Regions from separate parts of the Mus musculus genome. Here region 1 is linked to region 2. Evidence: chromatin contacts called from public HiChIP or PLAC-seq data. All regions are on one chromosome and are shown on one strand. The core of a region is the stretch at or near the end of the contact, and the rest is flanking DNA. Distances in the headings are between cores, read along the strand shown.

Evidence for each region. HiChIP or PLAC-seq counts read pairs in DNA pulled down with a chosen protein or histone mark.
Region 1: a contact with region 2 is called in a CTCF HiChIP or PLAC-seq map of the NIH/3T3 cell line, with 14 read pairs. The contact joins the promoter of Nme1 here to the enhancer-like site in region 2. A contact is called at or near these places in 1 of 39 promoter capture datasets (macrophages), 1 of 15 datasets of contacts at CTCF or cohesin (the NIH/3T3 cell line), 4 of 115 datasets of contacts at active chromatin or transcription factors (the SCID.adh cell line and embryonic stem cells) and 3 of 9 other capture datasets (adipose tissue, liver and pancreatic islet).

The regions. Positions count from the first base shown.
Region 1 is chr11:93,964,000-93,971,232 of GRCm38.p6, reverse strand. It overlaps Nme1 (NME/NM23 nucleoside diphosphate kinase 1), which reads left to right and starts at 2,961. Exons shown (of 5, transcript NM_008704.3): 1 at 2,961-3,012; 2 at 5,296-5,425. The coding sequence starts at 5,300. It overlaps Gm35198 (a long non-coding RNA gene), which reads right to left and starts at 2,728. Exons shown (of 3, transcript XR_388959.3): 1 at 2,572-2,728.
Region 2 is chr11:93,905,255-93,912,701 of GRCm38.p6, reverse strand. Mbtd1 (mbt domain containing 1) reads right to left here. Exons shown (of 16, transcript NM_134012.4): 2 at 7,344-7,447; 3 at 3,765-3,898; 4 at 2,296-2,419; 5 at 244-326. Among named protein-coding and RNA genes, the nearest start is that of Mbtd1, 23 kb to the right of the region's middle. Within about 2 kb of position 4,646, at least 39 of the 459 cell types and tissues checked have an H3K27ac peak or open chromatin away from gene starts, as enhancers often do. A contact at or near this core is called in the NIH/3T3 cell line and adipose tissue, where this site is marked.

The DNA.
Region 1 (7,233 bases), core at 1,712-4,211, 60 kb before region 2:
TTTCTCATTTTAAGATTGGGCTCAGGGTTCTGTATATGCTCTACTAATGTTCTGTATCCTCAGCCAGCAAGCAAATTTTTTTTTTCAGTCAGAATAATTTAAATTCCAATTAATAATCTAAATCCTATTTCACCTCATCAATAATATTTAGTGTTATCGAGTACCCGGGACTGCAGGTCAATTTTCCTTTTTCTCATTTTAAGATTGGGCTCAGGGTTCTGTATATGCTCTACTAATGTTCTGTATCCTCAGCCAGCAAGCGAATTTTTTTTCAGTCAGAATAATTTAAATTCTAATTAATAATCTAAATCCTATTTCACCTCATCAATAATATTTAGTGTTATCATCACTGGCCCCTCCTTTTTAAAAATTTTATTTTTCAAGATAGGGTGCTATGTAATCTAAGCGGATTTCAGATTCGTTAAGTGGCATAGGATGACCTTGAGCTCTTGATTTTCCTGCCCTTATCATACCCAGCTTTAAGGCACATTCTTGCTGTTGTAGTTCAGGCTAGCCTTACATGTTTAGCTCTCTTGATTTAGCTTCCCAAAAGCTGAAAGTGGTTGCTATAGTTTACTTTCCTATCTTTACAAGTGTACTGATAACTCATCACGGATTTAATTCATATCTCTCTAATGGCTAATGAAGTTAAACATGTGTGTGTGTGTGCGTGTGCGCACATGCATAGTCTGGAAACCCATACATAAGTAAAACTGGCCTTGAATTCAAGGTTATCTGTTCTTCAGCCCTGAAGGTTCTGGGATCATAGGTATGAGCTACCATGTCTGGTTTTTTTTTTTTTTTTCCTTTCTTCTTCTTTTTAAAAAAGAATTATTTATTTATTTTAGGGATGTGAGTACACTGTAGCTGTACAGATGGTTGTGAGCCTTCAAGTGGTTGTTGGGAATTGAATTTTTCAGACCTCTCCTCACTGCAGTAGCCCCACTCGCTCCAATCAAGTCTGCTTGCTCAGTCCGGCATAAAGATTTATTTATTATTATACATAAATACACTGTAGCTGACTCATTAGATCTCACTACAGGTGGTTGTGAGCCATAATGTGGTTGCTGGGATTTGAACTCAGGACTTTAGAAGAGCAGTCAGTGCTATTACCTGTTGGGCCATCTTGCCAGCCCCCCCCACCCCCCTTTTTCTTCTCAAATCAGTCTTTTATAGTCTAGGCAGACTTCAAACTTACTGTGTAGCTTAGGATGACCTTGAACTTTTGACCTACCTTGGATGTGCTGGGATTACAGGCCTGTGAAACTACACCCAATCTAAGTAAAGTTGGGGATTCAACCTAAGGCTCTGTGCATGCCAAGCAAACATTCTACCCACCGAGCTAGAGACAATAGCTTTTCTTTTCCTCCTCCACACCCCCTGCATATTCTGCCTGTGAAAAGTCTATTCTTGTCTTTTGCCCATTTTATAATTAGACTATGTGTGTTTGACTCTTTTTTGTTTGTTTGTTTTGCTTTGTTTTGCTTGAGATAAGCTTTTGCTAAGTTGTGCTGACTAGCCTGTAATTCACTATATAGATCAGGCTTGTCTTGAAATCACAGAGCTCTTTAACCTGCCTGTTTTTTTGAGAGACATATTCTCTCTATGTCATCCTGGTGGCCTCTAAGTCTTGATGATCCTGCTTCAGCCTTCCCAGTGCTGTGAATTCATCAGGCAAGGCCCTTCTCATTTGACCAACACCCCAGTCCCTCCATTTCATTAAAAACAAAAGACAAAAAACAAAACAAAAAAAGCAAGCAAGCAAACAAACACATCATCTGGGCTGGCAAGCTGGTCCAGTGGCTATGAAGCACACACTGTCCTTGCAGAGGACCCAAGTTCCGTTCCTAGCACTCACATCAGATCACTCGCAACTGTTTGTAACTCCACCGCCATTGGAACTGACCACTTCATACACTGACATACGCGTGTACATGTAAATAAATAATAAGAGGCTGGAGAGATGGCTCAATGATGAAGAGCACTGTCTACTCTTCCAGAGGTCCTGAGTTTAATCCCCAGCAGTCACGTAGTGGCTCACAATCATCTATAATGGGATCTGATGCCTTTTTCTGGCCTGCAGGTATACATGCAGATAGAGCACTCATACATAAAATAAATACATCTTAATAAGCAAACAAATAAATAATGCCGGATGTGGTTATGCCTTTAATCCCAGAACTCGGGAGGCAGACTAAGAGGGAGTCTCTGCGAGGTCATGGCCAGCCTGATCTACACAGTGAGTTCCAGAAAAGTCAGAGTTACATAATGAGACCCTACATACAATAATAACAACAATAATAAAACCCTCCTCCCGCGTTTCCTACCATCAGGTATTCACTATAATTCTTGGCTCTCAGGTAATAACGGGCTTTCTCCCTTCATGTAGGTCCTTTTGATTATCACTTCTGCAGAGATTTCTCAGCCTTAATTTTTTCCCCCTGCTCTGTTCTTTCTTATCAGCACTTGCACTGTGTGTTCACTATCAATTTTCTCTTTATTGTCGCAATTCTCAACCCTACTAGTAAGCTCCCAAGTAAACTTCAACCCTAGGCTCTAGAATGTTCCTACCCGGCACATAGGATTCAGTACATTTGTTGCTTGACAGAATGAAGGGAAGGTGGAATGACACGGCCACTGAAGCTCTAGTTGTGACTTCATGCAGTGTGAGCGCCACCTGTCGGGAAAAACTAGATTTTCTCGGGAACGGAGGAAGTGAGTCACAGGCAGCCGTAGGGGAGAAACAGAAGATGGCCGCCAGACAGGGGGGGTAAAAAAATCCAAAACACCACACCCAGTGTCGGAAGTTAAACACTGGGCGAGTGCTCCCTAGAATGACATCCGACTCCCCAGAAGAAGCGGGGACCGGCGGTGTACCGCTAAAAGGGCTCCCCTGAATCGGAACTGTCCGAAAAGGTTCCGTGCGAGCAGCTGCGGGGAACCACGTGAGGCCGGGGAGCGTTTCCGGTGCGGGCAGTCGCAGCCGGCGGTAAAGCCTTGTCATCTGAAGGGGTAAGAGGGGTCAAGTTGAGAGTCAAGGAGACAAGTTGAGGGTTTAGGTGAATGGGGAGGGAGGTGGGCGTTCACTAAAGGGTGCACTCTCCGCGGGGTGTTAGGGAGATGGCAGGCAGGGAGATGGCAGGCTGTGGCCAGGTACAGACCTGTCAGCTTGATACGCCACGTGGGCTCGCCTTTGTCCGTGGCCGCAGTTCCTGTCCGGCTCGCGGCAGGGCTATGCCTTATTCTCTTTCCAGTCCGCTGTTGGGCACAGAGTTGGTACTCGGGTGGTGCTTGCTGAATGAATGAATGACACTCTCTGTGTGTGTGAATGTGAGTGAAGAGAGAAAGAAAGAGAGATCGGTATGCAGAGGCTTTCATAGAGGATGTTTCAGCCATTTCTGAATAATCTTTCCTTCAGACATTCTCCAGCTAGTCTGTGGCTTCTGTCTTTCTCTTTATGGGGGGCGCGATTGCCACTTAAGGCCTGCTCTTTGCTCCTATTGACTGCGAGACCCCGTGGTTTGGTATCAAAGATAGGTGGACTGGCTTACAGACCGGGCAGGCGAGAGGGACAGGAAGTCAGGAACAAAAATGATCATGCAAAGGTTCATGCATGCCCTAGCTCACATGTGAACCCCAGAAGGTAATTTTGTGGAGCGGGTTCGTGGGACCCAACACATGCTTGTAGTACAACTCAAGGTCTGCTAGGCCGTCTAGCTGGCTCAGGCCTCATTCTTAGGGTATAAAATTAGAGGTGAACCCAAGTTTAGAAAGACAGAGCCAGGAGCCGGTGTTGCTGTCCTCTTAGGTATCGTCTTTCAAGGTGGAGTCTCCTTTCATCTTGTGAGGCAGTGTACCCTGGAAATGGAACATTCTGGAATGGATGTTCTCCAGGTGTCTTCTTCCTGGATGATGCCCCATGTTAGGTATTGGGCTGTGGTTTTTCTCATAATCCACAGTTCATTGGTTAGTTACAATACTCATTGCCCTTTCCCCATAATATGTAATTTAATAAATGTTAATTGCTAGTCTTACATAATGGACTTTCAAGTTTTTATCTTTTTATTCTCTGACAATTTTCTACATGTATGTGATATATTTAGTCATTTCACCCTCTCCCCTTACACTCTCTCATCTAGCCTGAATTCTTCCAACAAGTTCTCTCCTACTTTCATGTCTTATATTTTTTCTCTCTGTGTGTGTGTTTGTGTGTGTTTGAATGAGTTTAATTGGAGTTGCTTGCTTGATGGATAGAGGAGTTATTTGCTGTGGCATGGACAGTTTACCCATGGCTACATCAGTGAAGAGTGCCCCCCCCCCCTTAATTGCCAATAATTGCCAATAGCTCCCAAGGCAGGGATAAGGCCTTGGGCCTTCTGAGTCCCTCCCCAATCTATGATAGAACATAGTCATTGTTTGTTTGCTTTCCCATTTTCTTCTTTTCTTTTTTCCTTTTCTTTCTTTCTTGCTTTTCTTTCTTTCTTCCTTCTTTTCTTTTTTTATGCTTTGCTTTGCTTTTTGAGTCAGGCTCTTATGTTGCCCAGGCTGGTCTGATTTTTTTTTTTTTTCCCTTTTGCCTTAGCCTTCCTAGGGATATAATTACTGGCATGTATCCTCAGGCTTGGCTTTTCTCATTGCATCCTGAGAAGTGTCCCAAATTGCACAGGGCTGGGAAATCTCATTCTTTGTAAAAACCAAAGATGGTTGTCGTGACATATTCTCTAAAACTTTTTTTTTTTTTTTCGTTTTTGGTTTTTCGAGACAGGGTTTCTCTGGAACTCATTTTGTAGACCAGGCTGGCCTCGAACTCAGAAATCTGCCTGCCTCTGCCTCCCGAGTGCTGGGATTAAAGGTGTGCACCACCACGCTCGGCTCTAAAACTCTTGCTGGCTTTAATGTCTGAGGTCAGACCGTCTTGTTCCAGATGTTGCTTTCCCTAGGAAAACCACACCAGTGCAACATCCCCTAATCTGTTTTACTGAAAAAGGTGCTGTCTTTTTGGTGTGTGTATGTCTTAGTTTACATCTCTTTCCTTAGCTCCATCCCAGTAGACGCTCAATAGGAGGTTACTAAATCAATGGAATAAACATTTCAGTTCCTGTTTTTGAGCCCTCCCCCACTTCAGGATATTAATTTGTGGGTGAATGAGCTGGGCAGGGATTGGGATTTTACTGGAGAGATTTGGGGTAGACATAGTAGATGAAAGCCAGCTTTATGGGGGTAATCCGCTTGAAAAGGATCATGATGAGCGAATCTCTTCAGCCCTGTTTCATTTCCCTGCTTGCTTATCCACAGGACCATGGCCAACAGTGAGCGCACCTTCATTGCCATCAAGCCTGATGGGGTCCAGCGGGGGCTGGTGGGCGAGATCATCAAGCGGTTCGAGCAGAAGGGGTTCCGCCTTGTTGGTCTGAAGTTTCTGCAGGTGAGTGGACCTCTGCCTGTGTTGAGTCTTTGGAGCATAGCGGAGCATTGCACAGTAACTTCTGTGCTTGTCTTGTCTCCTGTCTAGACGTCTCCATGGTAGGCTATCTTGGAGCCTGAAACCCTCTCAGTGACTAAGCTTGCTGGCTGAATCTTAGAACAAACCAAGTCATTTAGAGCTTTCAAAAATAGCAAGCTCTCTTTCCCCGCCCCAGCCTGAAGTCCCTCGTATTACTGCAGGGCTGTAATTTCTGACTCAGCTCTGGGTGTTTTAGAGCTCTTGGTCTTTAGCCTCCTAAGAAGATAATTTTAGAGACCATCCTTCTAACTCCCACACTCCACCCTCGAAGTAGGTTGTCAGGAAGAAAGTCTTTGCTTTACTGATTATTATCTGATAGTGCCTAACGTGACTCAGGCATGGTACATTGGGCTTTGGGGGAGAAATCTGCAGTGTTGCTTGTGGGGTGCTTCTCTTCTGACAGAGCAGAGAAGGGAAACAATTCTAACAGTCCTAGGAAATCCTACACATACGTATTTGCCACAACTGGTGTGGAACTCTTCGGATCCTTCCTGGTCATCCCAGGTGCTTCGAGGCCGTGCATACCACCCACTCAGACAGCAGTATCCCAGTAAACGCCAAAGACCGACTGACCAAGAGCCCTTCTTCAGACAAACCTAGGAAAGGTCAATTCTAATTCCCAATGCAAATGTATCAGGGGATAATATTTTTTTTTTCCCATTAAAGCAATAAGATTTTGGTTCCTTGAACATTTTAAATTTGATTTGCAATATTGAGTTGTTGTTCTTGTTGTTATTATTATTATTAGTAGTATTATCATTTTCCTGTTGTTTTTATGTATAGTCCTGGCTAGCTAGGAATCTGCTCTGTAGACCAGGCTGGCCACAAGCTCAAAGTGCTGCCTCTGTCTCTGCCTCCAGAGTGTCAGGATTATAGGGTATACCACCGTGCCTGGATGCAGTGTTGGTTTATTTATTTATTTATTTTTTTACAAATTTGTATTTAGGGGCCGCAGAGATGGCTCAGCAGTTAAGAGTATTGGTGTACTTCCAGAAGTCCTGAGTTCAATTCCCAGCACCCATATAGTGGTTTATGACTGTCTATAAAGGGATCTGATGCCCTCTTCTGGTTTACAGTTGTACATACAGCAGAACACTCATACAAACATTTTAAAGAACTTTAAAAATTGTATTAATGTGTATGTATGTGTGCCTATCTGTTGTAATGTGCACCATGTATGTATAGGGCATGTGATCAGAAAATGGTACCAGAACCCCAGGAACTTGGGTTATAAGTTGTGAGACAGCTGATAGGGGTGGGGGGAACCATACTTAGGACCTCTGCAAGAGCAGCCCCCCTGAGCCATCTCTCCAGCCACCTGTTTCCTTATATGATTTTTTTAGTATAAGGAGTAGACTGTTGTTAATGCTAAGGGAGAACATGGTGGAATAATGAGAGCCAGATGTGGGCTTGCATAGTGAATTAGGTCCTGGAGGTACAGTGAAGTGATGTAGCCATTCATCAAGCACTGTAGTCTATGGTGAGTAGTGAGTACCTGTTTTCTTCTCCACCTCTCATGACAGCTCCGAGAGCTACTCATTCCTGTCCTCACAGTTGCTAGGAGGAAAGCGAGGCTTAAGGAGGTCAGATAATGCGTCTGGTAACACAGACAGGGAAATGGCTGGCACTGTAACTTGGGTCTCTCTGGCCCATAAGAACATTTTTCTCTCTTACCCCCATGTTTCTGTTGGGGCTATGGGTTTGGTGAAGAATGGAGGAAGAGATCCCTG
Region 2 (7,447 bases), core at 3,397-5,896:
AATCACCTGTCCCTAAGCTATAATACCAAAAGCCCTCAATAGAGGCTTTTTTTTTAAATGTAAAGATTTTATTTACAAAACACAAGAAGTTACTTTTAGCTATTAAGTATAATACTAAAGGAGAAACATTTTTTCTCTTTTGGTATAAGCAAACACTTTCTAAGCATATGATGATGAGGTGCTATTGTGCATTCTGATTTAAAGATCACATATTTCATGGTATGGGAGAAATTCTATACTCACATGCTTAAAACAGGCCACTGGAGCTGCTATGAAGCTGTTGCTGTTGATGTAGTTACCCCAGCTGAAGCCTTCCACAGAGATTGCTGAAATAAAATAAATTTAGATATAATTCTCTAATATTGTCTTTACAAAAATTTATTTATTGTTAAGGCCTAAGTAATAACAGTTATATGGCTAGTCTGCCATTATAAGAAAACTTTCTCATATGTTTCTGCTGTTACTAGGAAACCTTTTTTTCCATTTTTAAAAAATTGTATTTAACTTTTTTTACAGTCTAGATTTTATCCCCCTCTTGGTCCACCCTCTGACTGGTTCCACATTCCCTACTCCCCCCGCCCCTGCCCCAGTAGCCCCCACCCAACTCCACAAGGATTCTCCCCCCACCCCCAACTAGGAAACTTTCTAATGCCAAGATCGATTGCATATTGTTATGTTCTGTGCCCCTGGAAACCAAACGCGATAGAAGTTAGCAGAACTTCCTGCACCTACATATAAGCTTTTATGGTGTAAGTTACCCCTGGGATAGATTCAACATAAGAGAGACACCTGCAACAATTTAATAAACTATTTGGAATAAGACTTCCATTTTGAATAGTGGTCTAGTAAAGTTTTAAGTTCCCCAGAACTTCCTGGAAACTGACACTCTATTTGGCAGAGAGAGAGAGACGTGAATGTGAGTAGTTATCCTCATAGACAAGTTAGGGCATGATATTAGACAAGGGAAGTCCCCTGACACAGTTAAATACTGCAACCAATGGGAGCAAGATAAATGTACAAAGACATGGTCCTAAGGAAATCCCCTATCCCTAAATCCTGACGGGTGAAATAACTGGGCATCTATGTTTGTGTATTATGGGCTTAAAAACCCTGTAGGATCATAACTCAAGAGTCATGATTCAGTTCCCGAATCTAGACCATGGGCCTGGCCGACCAGTCCTGGAGTGTATGCTAAATAAACTAGCTGTATATGTCTGAGATCGGTGTTTGTGATTCCTGGATCCCAACATTTACTTATTTATGGTGTGTTGGGGTGTATGTGGACGCAAAAGCATGTGTGTGAAGGTCACAGGATAGCTTCTGGGAGTTGGTTCTCTCCTTATCGTATGTGGGTTCCGGGGACTAAATTCAGGTTTCTAGGCTTGGTCTCAAGTACTCTTACCTGCTGAGCCATCTCACTAGCCTGAAAGTTGCTACTGTTTATTATTATTGTTGTTGTTGTTGTGGTTTTGGTTTTGTGAGACAGGGTTTCTCTTTTCTAACCCTAGCTGTCCTGGACCATGTCTAAAAACCATGTTGGGCTCAAATTCAGAGATCCACCTGCCTCTGCCTCCCAAGTGCTGGGATTAAAGGTGTGCACCACCACTGCCTGGCTTTGAAAGTTATCTTTTTTAAAACTTGAAAGGAATAAAATTAATTTTTTAAAAAGAAAAACTTTAGCGGAATGTGATAACACATGCCTGTACTCAAAGCGCTTAATAGGTGATGGCAGGGGATCATAGTCAACTAAGGCTATATAGTAAAACCCTCTTCCAAAAATCTACTCAAATATCACCAGAATAATAATAAAGTAGCTAAGTAATACAAGTTTTTATTGGTTAAACCCCTGTTTTAAGTACTTGCTATGAAAAGTATATCATATTTCAGAGTTTCATGGATTTTCAGGCATCTACATGCACTTTACTGGTGCTTAATTGACACATATTTTAAAACATTTAGATTTCACATTTTCCTTTGGTTGTACTATGAACTGAATGAGGACCTCACATACTATGTGAGCACTATCACTGAACAAGTGCCTTTCCAGGTCAGAGTTCGTATTTTCTGATTAGGAATGTCCCACTTGTATTTATAAATACAATACCATCAGTATAACATCTTTGTGTGTCCATTATTCCCCTTTGCAACAGTTAACCAACCAACCATCTGATACCAGGAAGCACACAGTCTAAATGTGCCAACAGAAAACACACACAACCCAAACGCAACCCAAGGTTAAAATGCTGTTACGTGAAGCTAGTTGAACAAGTAATACTTCACCTTTATTACACTTACCAGAATTGCCTGCTTTTGTCTTTGCTTGATTTTGCAAGGTAGCTTGATACTGGGCATAGGCAGCTAATTTAGCAACTAAAGGTTGTTTTTGAAGGACTTTTGCTTTCTTTGTTGGAGGCTTACCCTGAAACAAGAAAAGTTAAGTAAATAGGATTCTTCTTCATCCCTTCACAACCAAAATCTAACATGACTTCATACTACTCATTCTGCTTAAATACTGAGGGTTTAGAAAATTATTAAAGCAGAGAACACATACAAGGAACTTTAACATTAGAGGTTTTTTTTCCTTTCTGAGTTCCGCTACAATGTAGTTATCTAATATGGGAAGTAGAGCTGGCACAGACTAAAACAGCAATATGCGAATTAATATGTTAATAAAAATTATACCCCATTTAATAAAATGTTAAAATACAGGCTGTGGTGGATATTCAACTTCTTCTTAGAGTAGACAGAACCAGGGTTATTCAGTCATGCAGTTGCAAAGCAATGCTACTGATATGGTGAGAGCAGTCAACTGAATGGTCAAAGAGCAAGTGACTGAGGTTTATACCTTTAGTGCTAACGCAAAAGGTCAGTGACATAATGATCATGGCCAAATTCAGTGTGACAAACTGCATCCATTTGGGTACAGACCACTGCTCAGGATCTTTGGGAACTGTCTATCTGAAATATAGAAATACATCTAAGTGATGTATTTCCTTCATCTAGGGGATTTAAATAACTCTTTCAGTGCTATGTAATGATCACAGTACATTAAATGAGAGAGAAAAACTGTGATCATACAAAAGATAATTACAAAAATCAGTACTATAATGCCTTAAGAAATTTTTAGATGGTATGTTAACAACGGAGTTAAGTAAGTCAAGACACCAGTACTTGGTCAGCACTAATATATATATTTAAAAGAGGATGATTTTCTTTTTATTTCATGGATGTTTTAAAAAAGGTGAGTTATGTCAATCAAACATATTTGGTTAAGGTATCAAACTGGATGTACTCAAAGTACAAAGCTGAACCTGCTGTTTAAAGTTGGGGTTCACCCCAGCAATAAAAACCCTAAGAACAAAGAACAAAATCCAAAGTACAGAGCAAAGTTGAGGGAAGAAAACCAAACAGAAGGACCTCCAAAATGAATCATTCTCTGCCTTGATAGGAAATGAAGGACAAATTGGGGGGAGGACCACCAGAGAGAATAGCTGTTAAGTTCTACATAGAACAAGGTGTTTAATTGTACTTATGTGGGAAAAGGTCTTATTCATTTATACAGATTATTTACAGCTTATCTTGGATAGCATGCTTTCACTGTGTAAGATGCTTCAGTGTATACCACTCGTGGCTCATACATTCCTAACAGTACAGGCTGTAAACCACGGGCCCATGGGAAGAGGTGGAGTGCAGTGACTCAGTCAGATGACTGGGCGTGAAAGCCATGGGAAACAGGAAGAATAAGAAGGTTTCTGTACCGTTACCTGAAGTCTGGCCAGAATGCTTGCCTTCTTAGAGTTTGACGAGTAACTTCTTGAACAGGAAACACTGCAGAAACGTTTCGTTTTAGAGTAAAAAGCATCTCGCACACCGACCATCCCACACATCTCACAGGTAGCTAATCAATAAGAGAAAAGCATCGGCATCAATGTTATATAATAACATCAAAGTCTCTGCCTGTTTAATGGGATTTATCTAAAACTATGCAATGAATTATTTTTTCCCATCTCTTACACAAATGATAGAGAAAAGTTACAGCCAGGACTTGATGCTGCTGTGGTGGTGGTGGCCCCGAAGTCCAGTAATTCCCTGAAGGCCTAGAGGCTTTAAAACGGTTGAGAGTATGCTGATGCATGTCCCCGAGAGTGAGTGTGTGTACCTGTGTGTGTGTGTGTGTGTGTATCTGTGTGTGTGTGTATCTGTGTGTGTGTGTGTATCTGTGTGTGTGTGTATCTCTGTGTGTGTGTGTGTACCTGTGTGTGTGTGTGTGTGTATACAGAGACAGACCCTGTTTTCAACTAAGATTTTTTCCTAATGCTTATCATGTGATAGCAGGCATTTTCATACATATTGATACATATATTTGTTATGTGTTTTGAATTTTAGCTTTTAAATAGGTTATGAGGAAGAGGACTGCAATGTAGTTGAGGATTAACAAAATGATAGCAAAAGCCTTTGAAACACTGCAAAAAAAAAAGGACAAGTATTTAGAAAAACTAAGAGGATCCTGTCAAATTATGTTCAGAGGATGTAGAAGGATGGGGCAAGCTTCAATTTTGAGGTAGAAGTCGACTAGTAACTAGTTGGGCAAGAGACAGCTAAGTTTCTGGTGGGTATTACATAATGCTTAATAGTTTAAAAGGCAGAATTACATAAACAAATGTCACAAGAACCGAAATCCAAGAATGACAGACAGAGCTGGGTCTGTCTGTGCAGCCAGGCTGAGGCATAAGGGCTGAGAGGTTGAAGGTATACCTCAGCTGCAGAGTGAATTCAAGGCCAGTGTGGTTAACTGTAAAATCCTGTCTCGCTAAAAAGTGGGCTGGGACACAGTTTAGTGGCAGGAAAGTAGCATTCATGAGGCTCTAGGTTTAATCCTTATTATGACCTAAGGGAAGCTGGGGAAGAAACCCAACAGGTTAATAGGTTAATGTCTCACCCAAATGGTTAGGCTAAAGCCACCTGTAGCATAATGGTACTTACGAATACATGAAAAATGGAAATAAGACAGAATACCCAAAATCTAAGGCTTTGTGTCCAGCAGAGAAAAAACGGAATAGTTCCTCGTACACATTCTAGATCATTAAGAGATCGCTAATTATCTTTATTTTAAAAAAGGCTATCATAGTGGTGCACAGTTTTAATCCTAGCACTTGGGAGACAAAAGCGGGCCTGGTCTCCACAGTGAGATTCTTTCTCCAACAAAACAAAATGAGTCAAGTGGACAATGAATCCTTGACAAGAATTATACAACGTCAAACTGCACTGCTCCTTTGTGATATGATTTTCCACACTGGTGTGACATCACCAAACCACAGCAACAACATGTAGCAATAGAAACTAATTTTTTGTTGTTGTTGTTTTAAGACAGGCTCTCACTATGTAGCCCTGGTTGGTCCGGAATTCAGGTATTCACTATGTAGAATGGCCTTGAACTTACAGAGCTCTGCCTGCCTCTGTTTCCCAAGCACTGGGATTAAAGGTGTCCACCAGCATGCTAAGGTCAATATTTCTGACATAAGTTTTCAAATAGTTTTGTTAGCCATGACCAAGAAATATCAGTTGAAGTAGTATACACCTAGGAAATTCTTCTTTTCTGGTTTGTGGTGCTAGGTAACACAGTATCTTTCCACGAAAGAAAGAGCCCTACTGCTGTGCTGCATATCTATCTTTCCTTTCATACGTGTTTTTTTTTTTTTTTTTTTTTTTTTTTTTGAGACATAGTTTATCTCTATGAAATCTTGCCTGTCGTGGAACTTGCTATGTAGACCAGGGTAGCCTTGAACCCGGATAGATCCTTTTACCTGTCTCCAGAGTGCTGAGATCAAAGGAGTGCCCCATAATGCTTGGTCCTATGATCATTTTAATTAATTGGGTTATCCTTTGTTTTGTTCCCCAGACAAGGTCTCATTATATAGCCCAGGCTGGCCTCAAACTCTCAATTGCTGTTGGGATTAGTGGATGCACTACCACATTGATTCTAGTGGGCTTTGATAAATGAAGTTCTGTGACAGTGTATACACAGCAGGCTAGACTCATGTGCACTGCTTGTGTGTATGGAAGCAAGGGGTCAACTTCAGCTGTGGTTCCTTAGGTGCCATCCTTGTTTTCTTGAAACAGTCTGGTTCAAAGCTTGCCAAGCAGGTTAGGTTTCCAACGAGCTCCATGGATTTCCCTCCCCACCAGCCTAGGGCTAGTTGGAATTATGAGTAGACACTTGGCTTTTATATGTAACCTGGGGATCAAACACAGGTCCCCACGCTTGCATAGCAAGCACTGTACTAACTGAGTGATTATCTCAAACACTGAAGTTGATTTTTATAGGAAAAATTGTTTCTGGGAGGGCTTCCCTGCATAGTCCATACATATGCATGCTTTTTTATTTGTGGTCCCAATAACAGAACCCAGGGCCTTGCATGCTAGGGAAGCACTACTTCTTGGCCCCTAGTTTAGTCTTAAAAACAACATTACAACAGAATAAAAAACAATCAAAACAGGTTAAGTTTGGTTCAATCTAAAGCATATTTTAGTACTGAGAATTACTAAAAAAACAAGACCACTCTTTGTGTAAGATAGATAGCACCTTATTACTAGAGGTGATAACTTATGTGCCAGGCCCAGTGGGCCAAGCTGAGGCAGGAGTACTATCTCAGTTTCAGGCCAGCCTGTGATTTACAGTGCAACCTGTTATGAAAACCAACCAACCCATCCTCAAAACATTGAAACGCAATGTCCCCAACCTCTGTCTCAAATATTAGAATAAATTATCACAGAGTAAGCACTGATTGTTTTTAAAAACTGTATGAGCACTCCCACTTTCATTCAGCTCTTTAGAGATAGTCATTAACTGAATTTATTGTGTACTAATATGTTGTTTATGATTTTGTTCTACTTGTTCCCCACTGGAAGATAGGATGGCAACGACAAAGAAATGAAACACAAACTCTCTGACGTCACCTGAAACTCCTGACTTTGAGGCTCAGTCTCTTAAAACAGTCCTTTAAGAATTCTAAGGGAGGACTGCTGAGATGGCTCAGCGGTTAAGAGCAATGACTGCTCTTCTGGAGGTCGTGAGTTCAAATCCCAGCAATCACATGGTGGCTCACAACCATTCATATTGAGAAACAAACAAACCTATGGGCCAGAGCAAGCATGGTGCCATTGTTTATAATCTCAGCACTTCGGAGACAAAGACAGGACGATTCTAAGTTCTAGACAAGTCTGAGCTATAGCAACACACTATCTCAAAATAAAATAAAATGAAACAGAACTTAGCAAAAGGTCCAATGAAAACACAAGCTCAAAGGTAAAGTCACACAACAGGTCAAAGTGCAGACACTCACCCATGCCAGATTTACCATCTGGGTATGTGTAGACTTGTCCATTATTCTTGATGATTGGGAGATTGGAAGGTAAAGGAGCAACTTCTTCTTCACTCTCCTCAGAG